Linked DNA regions of Macaca mulatta: region 2 is linked to region 1. Evidence: chromatin contacts called from public Hi-C data. All regions are on one chromosome and are shown on one strand. The core of a region is the stretch at or near the end of the contact, and the rest is flanking DNA. Distances in the headings are between cores, read along the strand shown. Region 1 holds the start of FAM221A (family with sequence similarity 221 member A). Region 2 holds the start of CCDC126 (coiled-coil domain containing 126).

Region 1 (3,180 bases), core at 656-3,155:
CTGAGATAGCGCCACTGCACTCCAGACTGGGCAGCAGAGCAAGACTCTATCTAAAATATATATATATATATATATATATATATATTTATATACCTGTATATAAATGTATAAATATATATGTGTATATATGTTACTCCCACAGTGTAACAAGCCTGCATGCTTCCCCTCCCAACTGACTCCCACCAAAGCACCTAGACAAGACCAAATCCAGGAAAACTCTTAGGAAGAAAAGTTTGTTTCCTTCTAAACTCATATTTTGACTCATCTTCCCACCCCACCTTCCCAGCCCACCTTTTCACATCTAGGCACTCAAGTCCTGTTTTCCCCACTTTTCTAAAATCCTGACGTCAGTAAAGGACCTAATAATCTCTTTCAGAGGGAAGTGTTTCAAGTTATTTATGATTGCAAAAATAATTTCCCAGCTGGGCACGGTGGCTCAGGCCTGTAATCCCAACACTTTAGGATGCCAAGGCGGGCGGAGCCCAGGAGTTCAAGACCAGCCTGGGCAACATGGTGAAATCCCGTCTCTACAGAAAATACAAAAATCAACTGGGCGCCTGTAGTCCCAGCTACTCGGGAGGCTGAGGCAGGAGAATCACTTGAACCCAGGAGGTGGAGATTGCGGTGAGCCGAGATCGCGCCACTGCACTCCAGCCTGGGCAAGAGTCAGACCCTGTCTCAATAAAATAAATAAATACATAATTTCCCACCAGGTCTGCCCTAACATGTTCGGAGCTAGGCAAGAATTAACTGGAGGCCCACAATTCACATATCTAAATATCCAAGTTATCAGTCAACACCAGCTCCAGCAACTTGCTCCCAGGCAATAGCTCTGGAGAACTGGAGGCTCAAGGAGCCGGCTCTGCTCTGCGCGAGGACTGGATGGTGGTTGTTCTGATCCTGAACCGGGCGTGGGAACTGACCCCATCAAGCTCCTAGCCCTTATTCTTCTAGCTCAGAATCTCCAGGCAGTTCTAAGGGTTACCGAAAACTACACCAACGGGGCAGTCGGAGCGCGGGAGAGCAGTCAGCTGGGGGGCCGTCTGCGCGCACACCTCTGGGTCATCTGGGTCGCCCACGATGCCGCAGAGGAGGCCCTGTCGCTCGCTCCGGCCTCCCTGGCCGAGTCTGGAGCGTCTCCCCTCTGCTTGTACACACACATCCTCCAGCCCCAACTCCGCGTCCTCTGGCGGCCCTCTCCAGGACTTCCCATCCGCCCAGATTCCGGACGATCAAAACCCCCAGGAAGCGGAAAAAGAGCGCGTCGCTGCAGGTGCACCAGCCTCGGTCAGGACCCAGGACAATTAGCCGGGTCCTCAGGCCAAAGGAGCGCCTACGTTTCCAGTTTCGGAAGGGGTTTCTCCAGAACACCAAAACACCAGTCGGTGCCTTTCTCCTAAAACCAGCACCTCGGGGTGGGGAGTGCGTTCAGAAGTTCACAGTTGACCCTATTACTGGGTTAATTTGATGCATGCTAACTTCTATAGCCTCTAGTACTCGATGTGAATGTTTTCAATGGCCATTTAAAAAACAGTTGGACCTCTGTATCAACTAGAGTTAGCCATCCTTCTTGGAAGGGAGCAGAGGGACTTCTTAAATGGCATCGGAAGACTCATCATTGCATAGAACTGCGTGGCCCTACAATATTTAATTAGGCAAAGACGAAACTGGAATTAATCTAGGCCTCCCCCAACAACCCAGGCAAAGATTCAGGGAACCCCCGCGGACACCCGCCGGGCCCCTGCCCTCGCCCTCAGCCCAGGGATCGTGGCCCCTCGGAGCGGCGAAGGGCCGGCCCGGAGCCACAGCCTCACCTCCTATACTCCAGGTACTCGTCCACTGCCGCCGCGCCGCGGGGAGGCAACGTCAGCCGCTCCATGGCCGGTGGGGAAGCCAAAGGCGCCCTCCCTGCTGGCCCGCCGACCGCGAAGCCCCACCCGGCCCCGCCCCCTCCAGGCGCTGCGCCCCGTCCGCCCGCCTCCTGATTGGCCGGGCCTGAAGCCCAAGGAGGCCGCGCGCGGCAACTGCGCAGGACGCGCGCCCCTACCTGGCAGCTGGCGCCAGGCACCAGAACCCCGGGGTCCGCAAGCTCAGCCCCGCGCCACGCATAGTGCAGTTCGCCGCCCTCCATAAACCTTGCCTCGATCCCCTCTCCCTTTCCCTGGACCGGCAAGTCTTCTTGTAAATTAACAAGTGACAAGGGAGTGCAGTGCCTTGCCTATAACAGGCGCATAGAAAATAGCTTATTTATTTGTACAGCTCTTTTCGCTTAATCCATCTCTTGAAATATAAGTGGTTTTGAGAAGGTTCTGCTTTAGTTTGAGGCCCGCCTCTCCTTAACTGTCGACCTGTTTCTAGTACTGGCGTTTTCAAAAACTCTGATGTAACAATCAGTAGTCCTGGGTATCTGGGTTCACTTTGGGGGCTGCTAAAGCAGCATATTCTTCAAAGGAACCGAACAACTGATTTAAGGTGAAGCATGTAAAAACAATTTAGGTAAAGATTTGTTTGTTTTTTTTAACTTTTGGAAACACTGCAAAACATTTAGAAGCTGAATCACCATGCGATTGGTAATTTGGCCATAATTTGACTTAGCACATTGTGGAAAAGAATAGAAATCGTCAGGCGGAGTCATTAAACTCTGAAGCTCCCAGGGGATCAGCTTTAGCGCCCTCTGTAAATTATCTGGGAGGGAGAATATGCAAACAATAAGAAAAATAATTAAACTTCGGTACAGTACTTTATTTTCAAAGTACTTTTCTACATATTTCAGGTCCAAAAAACATTATGTAAACAAATTGTTTGGGTACCACCCCCCTCCCTTCTCGGTGCCCTTTCAACAAACCCCACCCTCTCCCCAAAGTCCTCCTCCTGTTCAGAGGCGTTCTTGACAGTCACATGAATGAATGATCCTGAAATCGGATTCATATTTTAGGAGGCTGATCTCAACTTAGTATTCTCTCCTATCACACCTGTGGTTTGCTGCTGTCCATTATACCTCTTCCCCCCGACACCCTCCAGATGGGGTCTTACTCTTTCGCCAAGGCTGGAGTGCAGTGGCTGGATCTCGACTCACTGAAGACTCTGCCTCCTAGGTTCAAGCAGTTCTCCTGCCTCAGCCCCCTGAGTACCTGGGATTACAGGCATGAGCCACCACGCCCAGATATATATACACACACA
Region 2 (3,368 bases), core at 833-3,332, 76 kb after region 1:
TAACACCAACATAGAAACATTTTCCTCAAAACAAGTATTTTCGCAACACGTTTTAGAGTGAGTCAGAAATTTTATGTGCATGTGCCTTTTTCCACAGTTTAAGTAAGTTTTCCACAGTTTAAATAAGTTTTCCACTTATTTATTCTCTGGCTCTCTGTTATGCTTATAAAATACATCCTTAGATTTCTCCTTTTCTTCCTCACATATATTTTAAAAATTAATCTGTCACTAAAGAAATAACACCAGCAATTCATCAGGCCCACTGGCTTTTTCCCCCTACAACTGCGTGTTTTAAAACAGCACTTACTCAGGATTGTTATTGCACATATTGTGTAATAGTGTTTGAACTCAAAGTAGTACAGAGCAGACATTTTAAGTGAAAAATAAACTTCAATTAAGGATCATAGAGATTTCCTTGAAGAAAAATTCATAACCAACGTCAGTAAAATTCAGGAGAAAATAGTGCAAGAACTGAAACTGAAAAGGGACCAATGTGAAATTATCAAGTCATTCCTGACGGAATTTATTGCAGTCACTCAGGGTGTCTTGTGAACAAAAACTACAACTTGTAAAAAAACACAAATCCCAAACTGGGGAAATTATTAATCAGTGAGAAGATGCAGACAGAAGTAGAAAAAAGTTGACCCAAGGTAAACATGGTGAAGCCCAGAGGCAGGACTGTAGAATACCTGGATGCCTACTCTGACGAAACAAACACTTAAGCGCCTCTAAGGATCCCCAAAGGACACAACTGACGGGGAGGGGAGAGGTGAATAAATACTTGCATCTCTAAAGCTGATCCACAGAAAAGCAGAGTCATCAATTTCCTAAGAACAGTCTCAGCCATCTCAAAACAGCAGAAATGAGGAAGACGGCATATGTTAACGAATCTTTTCGTTAGGTTTAAGATAAAGTGAAGAACACAAAACCCAGGTATTAATGACTAAAAAAAGAGAAGCGCCGGAAGCGGTGGCTCACGCCTGTAATCCCAGCACTTTGGGAGGCCGCCCTGAGGCGGTCAGATCACAAGGTCAGGAGACCGAGACCATCTTAGCGAACACGGTGAAACCCCGTCTCTACTAAACATTAGCCGGGAGTGGTGGTGGGCGCCTGTAGTCCCAGCTTCTCGGGAGGCTGAGGCAGGAGAATGGCGTGAACCCGGGAGGCGGAGCTTGCAGTGAGCTCTTGCAGAGAGAGACTCCGTCTCAAAAAAAAAAAAGAAAGAAAGAAAGAAAAGAAAAGCACAAAACTCAAGTCCAGAGGCCACTTCGGTCACTTCAGTCATAGCTAATAAAGTATCACAAAGGATCTTTTCATCAAATGAAGTACTAATGACGTTATAGGTCTATATTCTTAATTCTAATAACGTAAACGTGTGTGTTTTGATGGATGAGAAAACTCAGGCTTAGAGCCTTTAAGTAACCAAGATCACCAAGGCAGGCAGTGAGAGAAACCCAGGCAGGATTCGAACCCTCGCTGGCTGAGCCATTCTCATTACCGCCACAGTCAACAATCAACACGGCAGTTTAAGTTCATCCTTACCAGTCACCCAGGAGATGAGTTTTGAAGAGGGAGTTTAAAAGGGGCATCTGACTTTCTCTCTCTCCCAAAGTAGAAGAGAACTGAGCTGTCAAAAACAGAAAAAGAAGTGAGTGCGGTGCCGCCTGGACTCTCCATCCCGCAGCTCCGGACCGAGCCCGCCCCGCTCGACTCGCGCAGCCCCAGCCACGCTCGGTTCCCCGTCCGGGCCAAGGGACCGCGGCTGTCAGACGCGGAGGGGCAGAGGCACGGCCCAAAGAAAGGGACAAAGAGCCTTGCCGGCCGCGGCCGGAGGCTGCCGGCCCGTTCCTAAGCCGGGTTTCCGCGGCAGCGGCCCTAGCTGGGCGGGGACCGGGGACGGGGGCGCGGCGGGGGAGGAGCGGCCGCCGAGGCGGAGGGGCTGCGCTAGAGGTGCGGGCCCGGCTGGCAGACTCGCCCCCTACTCACTACCTTGCCGCGGACTTCCCGTCACGGTCGCCGCCGTCACGGAGCTTCTGAGCCGGGGCGACGCAGCGAGAGCTGATAAGCGGGCGTCAGCTGCGTCCCGCACTGGCGAAGCAGCCTCCAGATCGGGCTGGAGAAAGGCCGGGGGGTGGGAGTCGGGACGAGGTTTGTTCCTAGCTTGTGGAGATTTTACTCCGCTCGTCCCTCGCACTCGGCTTCCGCTCCGCCTCCCGGCCGGCCCTTCCCGCACTCGGGGGCCAGCCGCCCACAGCGCGCAGCATTGTGGGGGATGTAGTCTTAGAATGAGGAAGCGGCGACACGTGCTTCCAGCCGCCCTGCACCTACCCTGGATCAGAACGACGCCGTTGCGCGGCAACCAGAGAGGGGCGGCGGGCTCTTCTGTGTTGGAAGATGAGCCCGCCAGAGGCATACCTTCGGCCTTAACTCGCTGCAGGCTCTGGAAGAAGGGTTCTGGCATCTTGTTCCCGACCCTCCAGTGAGAAACCAACCTCCCAATACTGTTGACCTGAGGCTGGAAAAGCTTAATGATGATTAAGTGTGCTACAGATGAGAATACCCATCATTGCAGCCGAAAGTCCTTAGCCAATGGAGTGAGGCAAGAAAAATGAAAGGATTGAAGATTAAATAGGAAGAAACAAAATTATTTTTTCATAGATGATATAATTATGTACGTGGAGGCCGGGCGCCGTTGGCTCATGCCTGTAATCCCAGCACTTTGAGAGGCCAAGATGGGAGGATCACCTGAGGACGGGAATTCGAGACCAGCCTGGCCAACATGGTGAAACCCCGTCTCTACTACAGATACGAACTTAGCCGGGCGAGGTGGCGGACGCCTGTAATTCCAGCCTCCCGGGGGGCTGAGGTGGGAGAATTGCTTGAACCCAGGAGGCGGAGGTTGCAGTGAGCTAATATCGCACCACTGCACTCCAGCCTGGACGACAAGAGCAGAACTCCGTCTCAAAAAAAACAAAAAAAATTATGTTTATGGCACTTCAAAACAATCTGCAGATAAACTTAACAATAAAAGAGTTTAACAAGGTTAATAGATACAAAAATCATATTTTTAAAAATCAATATTTATTTATATATGCCAGTAAAAAAGATAATTTTTTAAAGATACCATTTACAGCAGCTCCAAACAAATATCAAGTACCTAGGGATAAATAGATCAAAGAAATGCAAAACCTGCCTGAAAAAAACATTGAAAGACCCTGAAGAAGACCTAAATAAAGATATAACATGTTCATAGATTGGAAGAGTCAATACTGAAGAACGCCAGTCTCTCCAAACCTACCTACAGAGCCAGTGCAATTCCCAACAAAATCTCAATAAATGTCTGTGTATGTGTGAGAAACTTGACAAGC

What was found. A called contact is a pair of places that touch in the nucleus more often than the background predicts.
Region 2: a contact with region 1 is called in a Hi-C map of fetal cortex germinal zone, with 1.7 times the contacts expected there. The contact joins the promoter of CCDC126 here to the promoter of FAM221A in region 1.

The regions. Positions count from the first base shown.
Region 1 is chr3:104,675,215-104,678,394 of T2T-MMU8v2.0, forward strand. It overlaps FAM221A (family with sequence similarity 221 member A), which reads right to left and starts at 1,906. Exons shown (of 7, transcript NM_001194079.2): 1 at 1,815-1,906. The coding sequence starts at 1,879.
Region 2 is chr3:104,751,302-104,754,669 of T2T-MMU8v2.0, forward strand. CCDC126 (coiled-coil domain containing 126) reads right to left here and starts at 2,083. Exons shown (of 4, transcript NM_001190944.1): 1 at 1,987-2,083; 2 at 1,543-1,627.